Regions from separate parts of the Macaca mulatta genome. Here region 2 is linked to region 1. The links are chromatin contacts, called in public Hi-C maps. All regions are on one chromosome and are shown on one strand. The core of a region is the stretch at or near the end of the contact, and the rest is flanking DNA. Distances in the headings are between cores, read along the strand shown.

What was found. A called contact is a pair of places that touch in the nucleus more often than the background predicts.
Region 2: a Hi-C map of fetal cortex germinal zone shows a contact between it and region 1, with 4 times the contacts expected there. The contact joins the promoter of DCPH1 here to the promoter of ZBTB2 in region 1. A contact is called at or near these places in 6 of 14 Hi-C or Micro-C datasets (CD4 T cells, blood, cortical neurons and 3 more).

Annotation. Positions count from the first base shown.
Region 1 is chr4:70,110,702-70,118,174 of T2T-MMU8v2.0, forward strand. It overlaps ZBTB2 (zinc finger and BTB domain containing 2), which reads right to left and starts at 3,820. Exons shown (of 3, transcript NM_001258066.1): 1 at 3,736-3,820.
Region 2 is chr4:70,172,205-70,179,677 of T2T-MMU8v2.0, forward strand. It overlaps DCPH1 (damage control phosphatase 1), which reads left to right and starts at 3,586. Exons shown (of 5, transcript NM_001257928.1): 1 at 3,586-3,739; 2 at 5,692-5,797. The coding sequence starts at 3,699. It overlaps RMND1 (required for meiotic nuclear division 1 homolog), which reads right to left and starts at 3,302. Exons shown (of 12, transcript NM_001261698.1): 1 at 3,170-3,302.

The DNA.
Region 1 (7,473 bases), core at 2,570-5,069:
ATAAAAGTGTTTTTCAAATTCCTATCTTTGAACACTGAACTTTCTTAAAGTGACACTCAAAGGCATGTGATGCATACCTCAAGCATGTGAACTGGGGGTTATGAGTTTGAGCATAAATACGAGCCACCAAGTTGGCTTCTAAAATGGATCTATATGTCTTGTGCTGCCAACTCCTTGTAAGGTTCTGTGACTACTGATTCCATATCTTAATGGCTCTATCAGCATTGTAAAAATACTGAATCTTATTTACTATCAATTCAAAGTAATATTTTAATTGTTTAACAGTTTAATTTGCTAGTTCAAATTATAACCTACTTGAGCATAAAGAAGATTTTAGAAATACTCTTGGTCTAATGCTTAGAACGCTTACATTTTTTTTTTCTTCAGGGAAATAAAAACGTTCAATTCCCTTTTAGGTTTTCAGGGTCATGTTCAGAGAGCCAAAGAGCATACGAAAATAGAAAAAGTGATGATAAATGACCTTTGTCAGGTGCATTTGGCATTTTATGGTAAAAAAAATTACCAGTAAACCAGTTGTTTCAATCTTCCATTCCTGTGCAGGCTGGTGCCACGGGGCTTGCCCAGCTTTTCCAAGTTCCTACAGGGAAAGGTGAGTGGGGCTACAGATGAAGCACCAAGAAACAGTAACAGCTGGCAGGACAGTCCCCATCTCTAAAGCTGCTGATCCCAGGCCGATGCTACAGATGAGCTTTAGGTATTTCCTTCTCTATTTTGGTAAGTCTCAAATTGAGGAAAGCACATCCACTTACTCAGGGGCATGCTGTGGGTACTTGAAATCACAAGATTATAAGGTACATCTCTTTATGGGGTTGGGGTGAATACATTTTCTTTTCTAATAGAGATGGGGGGTCTATGTTACCCAGGTTGGTCTTGAACTCTTGGCTTCAAGCAATCCTCCAGCCTTGGCCTCCCAAAGTGCTGGGATTATAGGAATGAGCCACTTTGCTTGGCCATGAACACATTTTTCTATTATTTTATATTGTCTTACAAAAGTGCAGAGTTTGGAGGTTACTATAAAGTTCATACTAAAGTTTAAGACAAAAAAGCAGGTGTCACCGTGGCAGCTTTTATTTTATAACTTAAAACATGATTATGTTTATTCTCTGCTGCTAGGTTGCTGAGCATCAACGTATTTACATCCCCTTTGAAGAGAAGCTTTAAAACTGGCAAGTATGCAGGTGGACTGTATGACACAGTTTTAGGGGTGTAGACTACACTCCACTGTAGACTACTCCACTGTTGACTCTCAGTGGCACTGGCGTATCACTTCTTGCACTTATGATGGCTTCAATTACTGGCCAATTCTTTGTTTAGCAAATAAACTACAAGTTTATTAAATGAGAAATGCCCAGTTTAAAAGGACGTCCTATTAGTGGTAAATTACTATGCTCTTAAAAATTGCCTTCTTGTCCAGGAGCGGTGGTTCACCCCTGTAATCCCAGCACTTTGGGAGGCCGAGGCGGGAGGATTGCTTGAGCCCAGGAGTTCAAGACCGCCTTGGGCAACATGGCAAGACCCCTGTCTCTTATTAAAAAGAAGAAAGAAATAAAGAAAAAAATGACCTTTTAACAGTCTGAAAACATCCTGGATGCACACCAAGATCATTCAGAATGCAGTGGAATTTACCTTACCAATTTATAATTTTGGTTTGTGATAAATTAGACAAATGAGAATTAAAATGGCATAATCCCAATTCCGTATTAAACTTTCAGGGTACTCCCACACTAAAACGCTAGTGGTGTGTACAACTAGCCCTGGCGCTCCAGCGGGGGTCGGCATAGATTTACATTAGCAAGGACACGGCAGCACGTTTAAGTAATCCCAGAGCCTCCCCCCTCCCCGGGGTTCTGATAATTCTGACCTTCTTTATGCTTTTACGCTTTATTTTACTAAAATAATACCGTGAGAAAATGAATAGAATCGATGCTCACAAACTCAGTGGGCCCATTGTATGATGAAAGAGCTAATGAACAATGCAGCTGGGGGAGGCGGGGAGCGAGAGCCGGGTTATATCCCCAAGGCATAATTAGGAGTTCACGTATTCGGGTGGAAGTTCCTGCAGTAAAAGGCGTAGCTGCAGCTTCTCCTGGCCCAGGCACTCTCCTACTCTGCTACCCTCGCTTCTTTATTGCCTCTTTTACTACCAGCTAAAAGCGGCAAAACCTAGCTTCCTTTGCAGCTTCTGGCTAAACACTTCTTTCTTGCGGCTTTGTTTAAACAAGAACGATTTAGGGGTTTCGCTACAACGAGAAAACGACGCCGGCCCCGGGAAGCAGCCTCCTCGCCTCGGAGTCCGGTCGGGGGGTGCGGGCCGCGCGGGTCCCACGCCCCGAGGCTAAGCAGCCGAAACCACAGCGCGCTCGGGGCCAACTCGGGTTGTATCGCTGGCGCAGATCGCACGTCGGGCGGAAGCTCGAAGCCGCCGGCTCAACGCGCTCAGCACCTGGGACTGGGCCCGGCCTGCAGCCGCAGGGAGCGGGCGACAGGGGCGGCGCCACAAAAGCCGACGCGTCCCCAGCCCGCCTGAGCGCGCCGCAACAGCCACCTCGCCCCACCCGCCCCGCGGGGCGGGGGCCTGGCCAGGGGCGGGGCCGGGGGCGCGGCGCCGGGGCCCTCTGGCCCCCTCCGGTCTCGCCGGCCACGCCCCCGGCCCCGTCCCTGTCCCCGTCCCCGAGGGGCTGAGGGGGAGGGAGGGGCGACGCACTCCGGCCGCGTTGCACGCTCGCCGCTTCTCTCAGTCCCGCGTGCGCGCGCGCGCTCGCCGCAAGTCCCGCGGAGTTTAACACAATGCCGACGCCTACGCCGTGCGCAACGCCCCGGCCGGCGCAACAGCCCCGGCGCCGGGGGCGGGGGTGGCCCAGACAGGGAGAGGGGATGAGCGCGCGCGAGAGCCGGAGACAGCGCGAGACCCGAGGAGGCCGGAAGCGCGCGTGCGCGCCCCCGCCCGCGAGCGGGAGGCGGAGCCGCAGCAGTAGCGGCAGCAGCTGTAGGAGCCGCTGCAGCTGGGAGAAGCGCCAGAGAGGCCGGGCCTGCTCCGGTCGGACCGGATCCCTCCCTTCCCCCTCCCTCCTCCCTCCCCTCCCCCAAACCCACTTCCGCAGCTCGCGGCCTTGCCGCCGAAGCAGCAGCGGCGGCAGCAGCAGGAGGCGGCGGCGAGGCGTCGGAAGGATTACGCACCTGACGGGCCCGCCTCCGAGGGCTCCAGCGCGGGACGCTCACCGGTCGCCGCCGCCCAGGGCGCACTTCGCGGTGGCGGTGGGAAGGGAGGGACCGGCCACGGGGAACGGAACGCGAATCGCCCCCCTCCCCTTCCTCCCTCCCTCCCTCCGATCCGCCGCCCGCCCTCTCGGCTTCCGTCCCCTCCCCCTCCCTCAAAACCCCGGATGGAGCCGCTGCCGACTCGCCGCCGCCTGGCTCCGGGGGATGGTTTTGTCAAGCGGCCAGAGCCCCGGCGCCAGGCGCAGCCGCCGCCGCCCCCGCGAGGCGCCCCTGCCCTCGCTTCCCAGAACCGGGTCCCCGAGTGGCCCGAGCCCTCCGCCTGCCTGCACCCGGAGCCCTGGGACGAGGGTCATTCGGCGTCTTTGTTGCCACTGCCGCTGCCGGAACCGTTTGCGAGCTCCGGTGGCCCCCGCCCCCCCCTCCGCCTTCCCGGACCCTGGGCTGGGGGTGGCACGTGGGCACCGGCCCCGGGAGGCGGAGGCGGTGCGCGCTTACCTGTCGCCGGTGCTGCTGCGGCGGGGGGTGTGGAGGAGGCGCCGCTGGGCAGCCTCGGCCGTGCTGTCCTCCCCGCCGCCGCCGCCTCTGCCTCTCGCTGCTGCTGCTGCTGCTGCTGCCGCCGCGGTCGGTGTCTCCGGCGCGGCGGCGGCGGCGGCGGCGGGGCTTTTCCTGTCCGGTTACGTTAAGGTCACATGACCGAGAGAGCGGAGAGACTTGTGCACAGAGGCTGCGAGCGGCTCCCGCCGGGGGGGAGAGGCGGCGAGAGAGCAGTGGCGGCAAGAGCCCCCTCCGCCCCCCCCAGCCGCTCCCCTCCCCCCGCCCGCCTCCGCCTCCTGCTGCTCTGCCGCCGCCGCCGCCGCCTGCAGCACTCCACTGCCGCTCCCACCCAGGCTCCGCGCTCTGCTCCAGCCAAACTTCTGCAGACCATGTGCAGCCGAGGCGAGGAAACTTCTCTCCACCTATTGGGGCTGGAGGCCTGAGTCACAAGCCCCCTTGTTTACATAAAGTGTTTAGGTAGGACAAGTCCTTGAGATGCTCGGGGTAGAGATGGAGAGCCGCTGCTCGTATACTTCTGCCGGCTTCTGCTTGAGATCTTTTGGCCGTTACCCTTGTCCCTTGACTTTCCGTGTTTGTTTTAAACCGGGGAGATACTGTAAACCAGTATCTTCCTGTCACCAATGGTAACTGAAAGTCATGCCGAAGTACAGATGCCTGTACTGTGCACAGAGGTAGAGTTGCTTCCTTTTCCTTGCAGATTAGTTGAGCGACGTAAGATGTTTCTGTTAGGGTTGAATTTGATAGTTATTTCAGCAACTGGATTTTCGTTTTTGAAGTGTTGGCCTCCCAAAAATGAAAGTCTGCAACGCGTGTTTGTTAACAATTTATTCTCCTGTTAGGTTTTGGTCTTTGAGGTATGCATTCCAGTGTTGGCTATTCTGTTAGATTTAGAGGTTTGGAAAATCTTTCAACGGGGAGATCCTGAAACAAGGCAGATAAGTTAGAATTTCCTGGTCATTTTTAACTTTTTAAAGTTTTGGTTGTTGCCATTTTTCTAGAATTCGTGTGTTTTTTGGGGAAATGCAGTTTAGTTCTTTGAGGATTGGAATTTAATGATATCTTTACACATCTAGGATTTTTTGAGATTTAGAAAGGATATGGCTGCATTCTTAAGGAAGTGGAGGCAGCAGTTTCTGGGATACTCTGGTTTCAAGTCATGCTAACCTGGTTATGATGTCTAACCCATGTTGGTTTACACAGTCTGACCACCAGCCAATGCCTGGCACATAGTTTAAATCATTTAAGGCAAGCTTACCATCTTAAGACAATTTAATACATAGAAGTGTTCCTCCTAAAAATCTTTTATTTAGCAATGTTGTTATACCTGCAGGTACTGATGACTAATTCCTTCTTTGAAGACAAAATAAGCAGCTGTGTAGCTTCAGTGGCTCTCAGATGGATAATAGATTCAGTGTACACTTGCCTTGAACTTTACTGTTTTTTGATCAACTAGATAAGTGACTTTAGTGAGTAAATGTCTGCCTCCAAAACCAAATTCTGATCTTAGTATTCTACTGCAGCGCTGTCACTGGAACATCAAAGTTGGCCTTCAGACTGGCATGCCTGGTTCCTTGGATTGACTTGAGTATTGAGGTCCATCTCATCTTATTAGGAAACTAAAATGATGTTGATTATTTTGTAGAGAATCATAGAGATCTGTAGGTTCTTAATTCTTTTGGACTTTCATTCTGAAATTTTTCAACCTTATGGTGTTGGTGGAGTGCTCATGTGAAGAGTGATACTGATTTAAGAAAAAATAAAAGAAAAAGTGGGCATAACTAATGCTGAACTTGATACCATTGGGCAGAAATTTGCCTATGTGTGTAGAGTAATTGGTCTTAAGTCAAAGTAACTATGCTTATTTTTGAGATCAGAGTATTTCCTAGCGCTCCACTCTATAGGTTTATAGAAAGAAACCCAAGGGTAAGCCCAGAAACTGAGTATCAGTCCTAAAGAAAGCCTATCAAGTGCATCCTATTCTCTTCAAGAGCTGCTACTCGAATTTAGGACTGGGCTGGTTTGCTGCTCATTCTCTTGAGGCATAGGCAGCCACACTTGAATTTTGCCAAGTATGCAGATAATTCCAACTTGTAGTCAGGATCATCAAGTAATAGCATTATAAAGAGAGCTATACAGACTGTATATTTTCTACAACTTGTTGAAATAGAAACATTTATATGGATACATATATCTGCAAGGGTTGAGGAGAAAACAGCCGTGGCAAGTAAGAGCTAGTTAGTGTATTTCAGGATAAGGCCAAGGGAAGCTTTCAGTTCTCTACTAAGTCTCGTTGTGGGAAAGTCACAAATGTCCCTAGTACAGTAATAAGAAAAATAAAAAGGCTGAGCGTGGTGGCTCACACCTGTAATCCCAGGACTTTCAGAAGGATGGCTTGAGCCCAGGAGTTGCAGATGGGCCAGGACAATATAAGGAAATCCCATGTATTAGAAAAAATGAATTAGCCAGGCATGGTGGTGTGGGCCTATAATCTCAGCTTGGGAGGCTGAGGTGGCAGGATCGCTTTCAGCCCAGGAGTTCGAGGCTGCAGTGAGCCATGATCACATCACTGCACCCTAGTCTGGGCAACAGAGTGCGATCCTATCTAAAAAGGAAAAAAAAGTTAAATCACTCTTTGATTATGTGCCAATTTATTTTGGTATTTTGAGAATCTGGTAAATTAGGAATTCAGAAATAGTTTTTAACACTTTTTACTTCAAAGAAAATCACAGTGCAAGCAATCTGAGTGGATTCATCAAAAGATTGCATGAATATTCTGCAGTCTGGTGTTGCTGAAAGTTTTGGTTTGTGTTCTGCTGAGACACAACCATAAAAATATGCACTTGCTTGTATTCTGAAGAGAATAGTTCCAATGAGACTTGGACAATGAGCAGAGAACTTTTTTTTTTTTTTTTTTTTTTGAGATGGAGTCTCATTCTGTCGCCCAAGCTGGAGTACAGTGGCGCGATATCGGCTCACTGCAACCTCTGCCTCCTGGTTTTAAGCGATTCTCATGCCTCAGCCTCCCTAGTAGCTGGGACTACAGGTGCCCGCCACTATGCCCGGCTAATTTTTTTTTTTTTTTTTTTTAAAGTAGAGGCAGGGTTTCGCAATGTTGGCCAGGATGGTCTCCATCTCCTGACCTTGTGATCCACCTTCCTCAGCCTCCCAAAGTGCTGGGATTACAGGTGTGAGCCATCGTGCCCAGCCCAGAAAACAATTTAATAGTGCTAGATCTCTTGTGTTTGTGAGTGTGTGTGTGCTTAGGTTGAAGATGAAATTTCCTTTAACATTGATTAAAAAAAAATAATAATAATAGTAGGAAAAAATAAATGCGGTTTGAGTCCAAAGCAGCATTTTTCACTAATTTTATGAAGGAAGTCCTGTTGAGAAATTTCTTAAATTAGGAAAATGACATACTTTTACATGTTAAACATTAAACTCTAGGGCAGATAACCATGTCCTGTGTGTTGTGTATCAAGCTTAGTGTATACATCAGAAAAGATGTATTGTGAGAGTGTCTTACATTTCGTTGCTTTGGTCATAAAGTTTATAGAAAATGCTTGTTTTATAGTTGGTTGTTATTGAGACCAGAGTCCCTGAAGGAACTCCCTATGCTTTAGGGAGCTTTTTGTTTTAAACCTACTGATTAGACTTGTGGGTTTTAATGTTTTCAGCTGT
Region 2 (7,473 bases), core at 2,336-4,835, 61 kb after region 1:
TACTATTCCATTCCAGTTGAACCACTTAATTTTGAAGAACCTAACTATAAAATATTTTAGAAATGTGTCCACAGTCCTGGATTCTTTCATTATCTTTGAGGAAATTCTTTTTTTTTTTTTTTTGAGATGGGAGTCTCGATCTGTCACTCAGGCTGGAGTGCAGTGGTGCCACCTCAGCTCACTGCAACCTCCACCTCCCAGGTTCATGTGATTCTCCTGCCTCAGCCTCCTGAGTAGCTGGGATTACAGGTGTGCGCCACCAAGCCCAGCTAGTTTTTGTATTTTATATATATATATATTTATTTATTTAGCAGAGACGGGGTTTCACTATGTTGGCCAGGCTGGTCTCCAACTCCTCACCTCAAATGATCCGCCTGCCTTGGACTCCCAAAGTGCTGGGATTACAGGCGTGAGCCACTGCACCTGGCCTCTTTGAATAAATTATTTACCTCAAAACGCTATTGACTACCTTAATATGGAGGCTACATGAAGCACTATTACAATGTATGTAAAAGTTACAGGTAATATTATTGTTGCAGTAACTTTCAATGGTTTCTATATCCATGCTGATCAGTGGTGGGGATGATTCTTCCAAAACCCTGGCCCTGAGTTCCCTAATCTCCCTTCCTGAATGGTCCTGTTTTTCACTTTTCCTCAGCCACTCATGCCCATGGTCATTATCCTGTAACCTGTAAAGTAGCCACTAGACAACCCACATTGCTATTGAGCCCTTGAATTCTGGCTAGTATAAATTGAGCCTCAATTTTTTAATAAGCAAAATATCTCAACTCTTCTATCAATTATTTGTTGAAATAATATGTCTGGGTATATTGACCTAAATAAAATGCATTATTCAAATACATTTTAGCTATTCTTTTTTCTTTTTTGATACAAAGTTTCGCTCTTGTTGCCCAGGCTGGAGTGCAATGGCGGGATCTTGGCTCACTGCAACCTCCGCCTCCCCCGTTCAAGCGATTCTCCTGCCTCAGCCTCCCGAGTAGCTGGGATTACAGGTGCCTGCCACCATGCTTAATTTTTTGTATTTTTAGTAGAGACGGGGTTTCATCATGTTGGCCAGGCTGGTCTTGAAATCCTGACCTCAGGTGATCCACCTGCCTTGGCCTCCCAAAGTGTTGAGATTACAGGTGTGAGCCACCGGACCCCATCCCATTTTTATCACTGCACCTTCTAGAAAGCCTAAGATTACATTTGTGCCTTACGTTGTTTTTTTATCAGACAGGCCCTACTGTCATTATCAATACATCGGACCTCCTCACCTCAATTTCATCCATTCTACTCTCTAAGCACCACCTCCTATCTTTGCATCTCACTCCATTACCCAATTCCAACAATTCTTCAACACCAACAGGACCCACGAGTCAATGATCCAACCACCTTTTCGCGGTCTCTCACTCCCCATGACTTCACTTCCTCCATATTCAGTTTAAACTCCATGGTCTACCATTCTAATCTCTCTCTTATACCCCTGGAATCCCTTGCATCCCTTTCTTCCCAGTCTTTCCCATTGACGAGCAGTAATTAGTATCTTTATAACTGCTAAGCCAAAAACGTGGAGTCCACTTTGACTCTTTATTCTCCATATCCAACCTGTCAGTAAATCCCAAGGGCCTTCTAGGGACCACTGCCCATCATCAGTAATACTACTACCTAATCCAAACTGCTATCCTTCTCATGGATTATTATAATAGCTTTAACCAGTTTCCCTGATTCTGTTTTGGGCCCCCTACAGTTTCTTCTCAACACAAGCAACCAAAGTGATCCTTTGAAGTCAAATCTTAGCGCAAAATGTGGCTATGGCTTCACGGTTCACTTAATAAAAGCTGAAGCCCTCCGACCAGGCGTAGTGGCTCACGCCTGTAATCCCAGCACGTTGGGAGGGATCACTTGAGGTCTGGAATTCCAGACCAGCCTGGCCAACACGGTGAAACCCCGTGTCTACTAAAAATACTAAAATTAGCCGGGCATGGTGGCATGGGTCTATAATCCCAGCTACTCGGGAGGCTGAGGCAGGAGCATAATCGCCTGAACCCGGGAGGCGGAGGTTGCAGTGAGCCGAGATCGCGCCACTGCACTAAAGCCTGGGCGACAGTGCAAGATTCCGTCTCAAAAAAAAAAAAGCCAAAGCCCTCAAAATGGCCTGCATGGCACTACATTCTCTGGCCCTTTATCAGCACTCCGACAGCTCTCTCCTTTGCTTATTTTGCTCCTCATTCTAGCCTCTGGATCTTTGCACTTGCTGTTCCTTACGCTCTTCTCCCAGGGATCTGAAAGGCTCACACCTTCACCTCCTTCGGAGGTTTGCTAAAATGTCTTCTACCCAGTGAAGCCTTCCCCAACCACTACATTAAAAACACACAACCAGCACCCGTTCTCTAACTTCCTCCACTTTGCATTTCTCCATTGTGTAACATCACTTACATACCTTTAATTTTTAGTTTATTAATTCATACTGCAAAACAACTCAGTTCTTATCATGTGCCAGCCATTGTGCCTAGTTGCTGACAATACAGTTGAAAATAAAATAGACAAAAATCCTATCTTTTGAATCTTTTGAACCTTACATTGGGAGTGACAGGCAAAAACAAGGTAAATCAGTAAAATACGTGAGACAGAACGCTAAAGGAAAAAAAAGGAAAGGGCTGATTTTTGTGTCTTCCCTCCAGAATGGAAGCTCCTTGAGGATACAGATTTGTGTGTTTTTTCCTACTATATCTCCTGACAATAGCGCCCAGTACATAGTAGGCATTCGATCGAATTTTTAAAATGAAATACTAGGCAGTTACTCAGTTCCTGGGCACATTTCAACTTTTAGACAATAACACCAATTAAGAAAATCAGTTACAGCTAGGCTACGATTCAAGAGACAACTGTCACTCATCTTTGGGAGCAGGCCGTTCAATTCCTCAAACTCAAAATTATTTTATCGATTTCTACAGTTACCGCGGTGCACTGGCTCAAAAAAAGGGTTCATTAATTGACTGAGTGCTTTTTACTCCCAGCTAAGTCGACCAAAGATCACGGTAAGAGGCAGAGGGTCACAGTCGCACCAGCGTAACCCGTGACTGTACACGTTCCGGGCGGCCAGGAGCCAGGGCGCAGACCTCCGAGCCGGACCACCCAAGCAGCTAAGGAAAGGCAGTACACTAACCTCTCCGCCGGAAGAGAAGAAGGAAGGGCCAGGGACGCGCGCTTCCTCTGCAGGACTGCAGGGAAAGAGCCGCAGCACCAGTCTCTCACTACAGCAGCCACCCCATCTCCTGGAAGGGCGCTCCCTCCCACCCCCGATACTGCGCAGGCGCACTGAACTCTGGTCCCACTTAGCGGGAGCAACTCGGACCACGTGACTGTCTGACCACGTGACCCGCGTCGCCGCGACCTCTTCCGCTCCCTAGGCCCTGGGACCTCCCGGTCCTTACCTGCTTCCGGCTTTCGCTGCTTCCATATCCGTTCCTCTAGTCGCCTTCCGCTGTCCCCGCCTTCGTCCCCGGAAGATTGGGTCCTCTGGCCAGCCACTGTTTGCCGTTTGTACGGGCACCAAATAAAGTTTCTTTATTCAAAAGCACTTTTTTTTTTAAAAGCCACACTACCCCCATTCTCAGCTCCTCCTTCGCGGCGGTAACGCCTCTGTTTCTGCGGCGGTTGAGCGCCGATCTTTGCGGCCGGGATCGCGGAACGTAATGGCTGTCGTCCCGGCGTCTCTCTCAGGACAGGACGTGGGGTTCGTCTTACTTTTCTCTTCCCCACTTTTGCGTAAAGCTGGGCCTCATCAGGAGCCTGTGGGGACTAAGCGGAGGGCGCTCGCTCTCCGGTGGGCTGCGTTCGAGTCCCGCCGCCGGGCGCGGCTTCCCAGGACGCCTTTGCGGGTTTCGCGGACTGGCTCGGAGGCGAGGGGAGGCGAGGGGAGGCGGCCCCGGGGAGGGAGCCCGCCCGCGGTGGCTGCTCGTAAGGATCAGGACAGGGCTCAGCTTCGCGGTCTGTTCCTGGCGGTCACTTTTCATTTATTCACTTTAATGAACTCGCTTTGGGGGCGTTAAAATTCTCCGTAAGAGTTGGGGATCTCAGAGCTGTTAAGAAACGGGTTTCTTCCTGTTGATCAAATCGTAATCTCACAGTAAGAACTGTCTGTAGTTTTTTGCTTTATAGTCATCACGCTACAGATTCTTGGGTAAAGTTGTGGGTGACCGTGCAAATAAGAACATCCATTTGCATAAATTGGCCAAATTTATATTTGAAATTGGTCCTTACTTCAAAATATTGCAAAAGACGAGAACACTTTGAGGAAAATAAACCGCAGAAAGTAGGTTGAGGCCAAGAAAGTGGCGCCAATGGCCCAAAATTGAAGCGGGCACTGTTTCAGGTCCTGCAAGTATAGAGAGTGTCTCCTTCAATTTTGCGCCCTAGGGCTTCTGGCCTCACTCGATTCCTGGCCAGAGACTTTGCTCCAGAGGTGCAGGAAGTGTAGTAGTTAGGAAAACAGTAATACTTTCCAATTAAAGTAAAGTCTCAAAAAAGGACTTACTGTACCTACTGCCTGCGAAAATTCAAGTGGCAGTTGATTTAATATTCCTGCTTACCCTCTGAGGTTTTAGTGTTCTTTCATTAATGATTTTTAAAAATTAAATTCTGGTCAACGTAGTTACTATACACATTAAAACCTAATCACTGTTTTGGGTGGTACTGGAGGCACCGCAGAGTAAGAAAGTGTTTGCAGTTTTTTTCTTAGCTATCATTTGAGGAAACCTTTTGAAGAAATACCCGAGTTACAACCTAATAATTTAACGATTGTCTCTTGTGATCCGAAGATAAAAACACTGGTCAGCTAAGCTCTGTGCTCTATGTTTAAAACTGCACGGAGTTTCACCACCAAATAAAGCTTTGTTTCTACCTGAATCATGTATTTCCTTAAAATGATATAAAATGATAATCTGTAAATCTTGGTTTTTTTGTATGAATAAAATCAAGAATATCTTTAATTTTTTAATGCGGGTATAAGTTTTTCTTCATCTCCAGCTTGCTTCATTTTTGGACACTTCTATAAAATCTCTAATTTTTTGACTGGGAGAAAGACAGTAGCATGCCTTCATTTGCTTAGGGGCAGAATAGGATGGAAGGAGTCTATTGTGCAGATAGAGAAGGCAGAGAAGGGGAAAACCTTTGAAAAGAAAATTGACTCAGAATACAGACAGAATCGAGAGACACAGGCTTACAAGTACCTTTAATTATTCATGTTCAAACACGTTAGACACTTTAAAGTGGTTTCACATGCACTGCTTCTTTCACCTTTCTTAGCAGGTGACTTAGCAGATAGTAGTAGACCTGGGACAAGAGCCTGTTTGATTTCTAAGCTAATCCATTCCCTATCCTGTCACATTGCTAAGCGAGTTTCTGATTTAGGAAAATAAAAGCAATAGAATAGGAAAGATAAGAATGATTCAACAGACTCCATGGGAGAATCTGGGATTAGAGGCCCTGAGACAATTTGGCTTCCATGACATACCAGAGAAGTTTTCAGGTTTTCTTATGTCTTAATATAGTAATCACACAATACTTGTCTGCCTTTTAATAGTTGTATGAAGAGTTTAATATACATGAAATGTCCCAGAAACTAAAAGCCAATCTTCTAGTGTAGATGCTACTAAGTAATATAATGCGTGTGACTCTTTTTTCTAGATCATTTGCATATCTTACAATTAAAGACAGAATACCACAGATCTTAACTAAGGTTATTGATACATTGCATCGACATAAAAGTGAATTTTTTGAGAAACATGGAGAGGTAAGAATTGTTTTAATTTTTTGTTAATTTCTCAACAGAAACATAATAAATAGTTATTGAAGGCATCAATTTTCCTTTAAATGTAAAAATCAATAGATGGGCCAAGTATTTATTTGGTTTTAATGTAATACATTGAAATGGAGATAGAACAGCCAATCTTTAATTTAGAAAATAATTGTGTTCCAACAATTACTTCTGTCAGTTATTTAGACCTCAGAATGTATTTTCTAATATATTTAATGTTGTAATTGGTGAGTAGGCAACAGACTTGCACTTGACTTAGCCAAGTGACTAAGCGATTGAGTTGCTTAGAAGAGCTTTTTAAATTTCAAGTTTAATTTGAGTTGTAGTATTTATATTACTAATTTGAGATCTTGAGTCCTGGAAGTTCAAACTGCTATGCAAAGCTCAGTGATATGAATTATAATTGATTGACACATTGTACTGATTCAAGTTGGGACTCATTAGCATTCAGTGCAGAATAGGACGTTAGAAATCACTTTGTCCATTCAGTTAATGGATGAGGAGAAATCCAGATAACTATGTTATGTTAGATATAGGTCTTTAAACTTGTAGGTTCAGTAATCTTTCTATTACACAATAGACTATAAAAGAGCATGCATACACCAGTACATTTTTTTTAAGCGTTGAAAACAAAGATTTAGAGAAATGGTCGGTGATCTTTTCTCCTTGGCCAAGTTGAAATGGAGTGAGATAATACATACACAGTTTGAGTGTAATGTTCTACTTCTTTCAACTTCTTTTATATTTTTTGAAACTTCTTTGAAACGAATCCTGGCATAACACAGGGATCACCTATTGTTCCTTATTGCTAAAATCCAGCTTAATTCAGACACTGACAATTCTATTGATGAATGGTTTTAATGTTTATCACATAAACATAATTTTGATAGCTGACATACTTTTATCACACAAGTATAATTTAGCCAAATTTGGATAGTTCACTTTAGTGTTTGGTCATATACGTAAGCAAATTACCGTAGTACTTGTGTTTTTGTTGTTGTTTTGTTTTTTCGTTTTTTTTTGAGACGGAGTCTCGCTCTGTTGCCTGGGCTGGAGTGCAGTGGCCGGATCTCAGCTCACTGCAAGCTCCACCTCCCGGGTTTACACCATTCTCCTGCCTCAGCCTCCCGAGTAGCTGGGACTACAGGTGCCCACCACCTCGCCTGGCTAACTTTTTGTATTTTTTAGTAGAGACGGGGTTTCACCGTGTTAGCCAGAATGGTTTCGATCTCCTAACCTCGTGATCCGCCCGTCTTGGCCTCCCAAAGTGCTGGGATTACAGGCTTGAGCCACCGCGCCCGGCCCTGTTTTGTTTTTTGAGACAGGATCTTGTTCTATCTACTAGGCTAGAGTGCAGTGGCGCAGTCGTGGCTCACTGCAGCCTCAAACTCCTAGATGCCAGCGATTCTCCCAGCTCAGCATCCTAAAGTGCTGGTATTACAGGTGTGAGCCACTGTGCCTGGCCCCATAGTGCTTTTGTAATTTCATTTTTTTTACCAGAGTGATCTAAAATGTAGTAATTAATGAAGTCTTAGTATATTGCTACTTGGCCTGTATGCCCGTAATCATCAGGTAACTGAAGGCAGAGTTTCTTGTCTCTCCAGCCCTATCGCGTTTCACACTCTACTGGACACAGAACAGGATGTAAATAA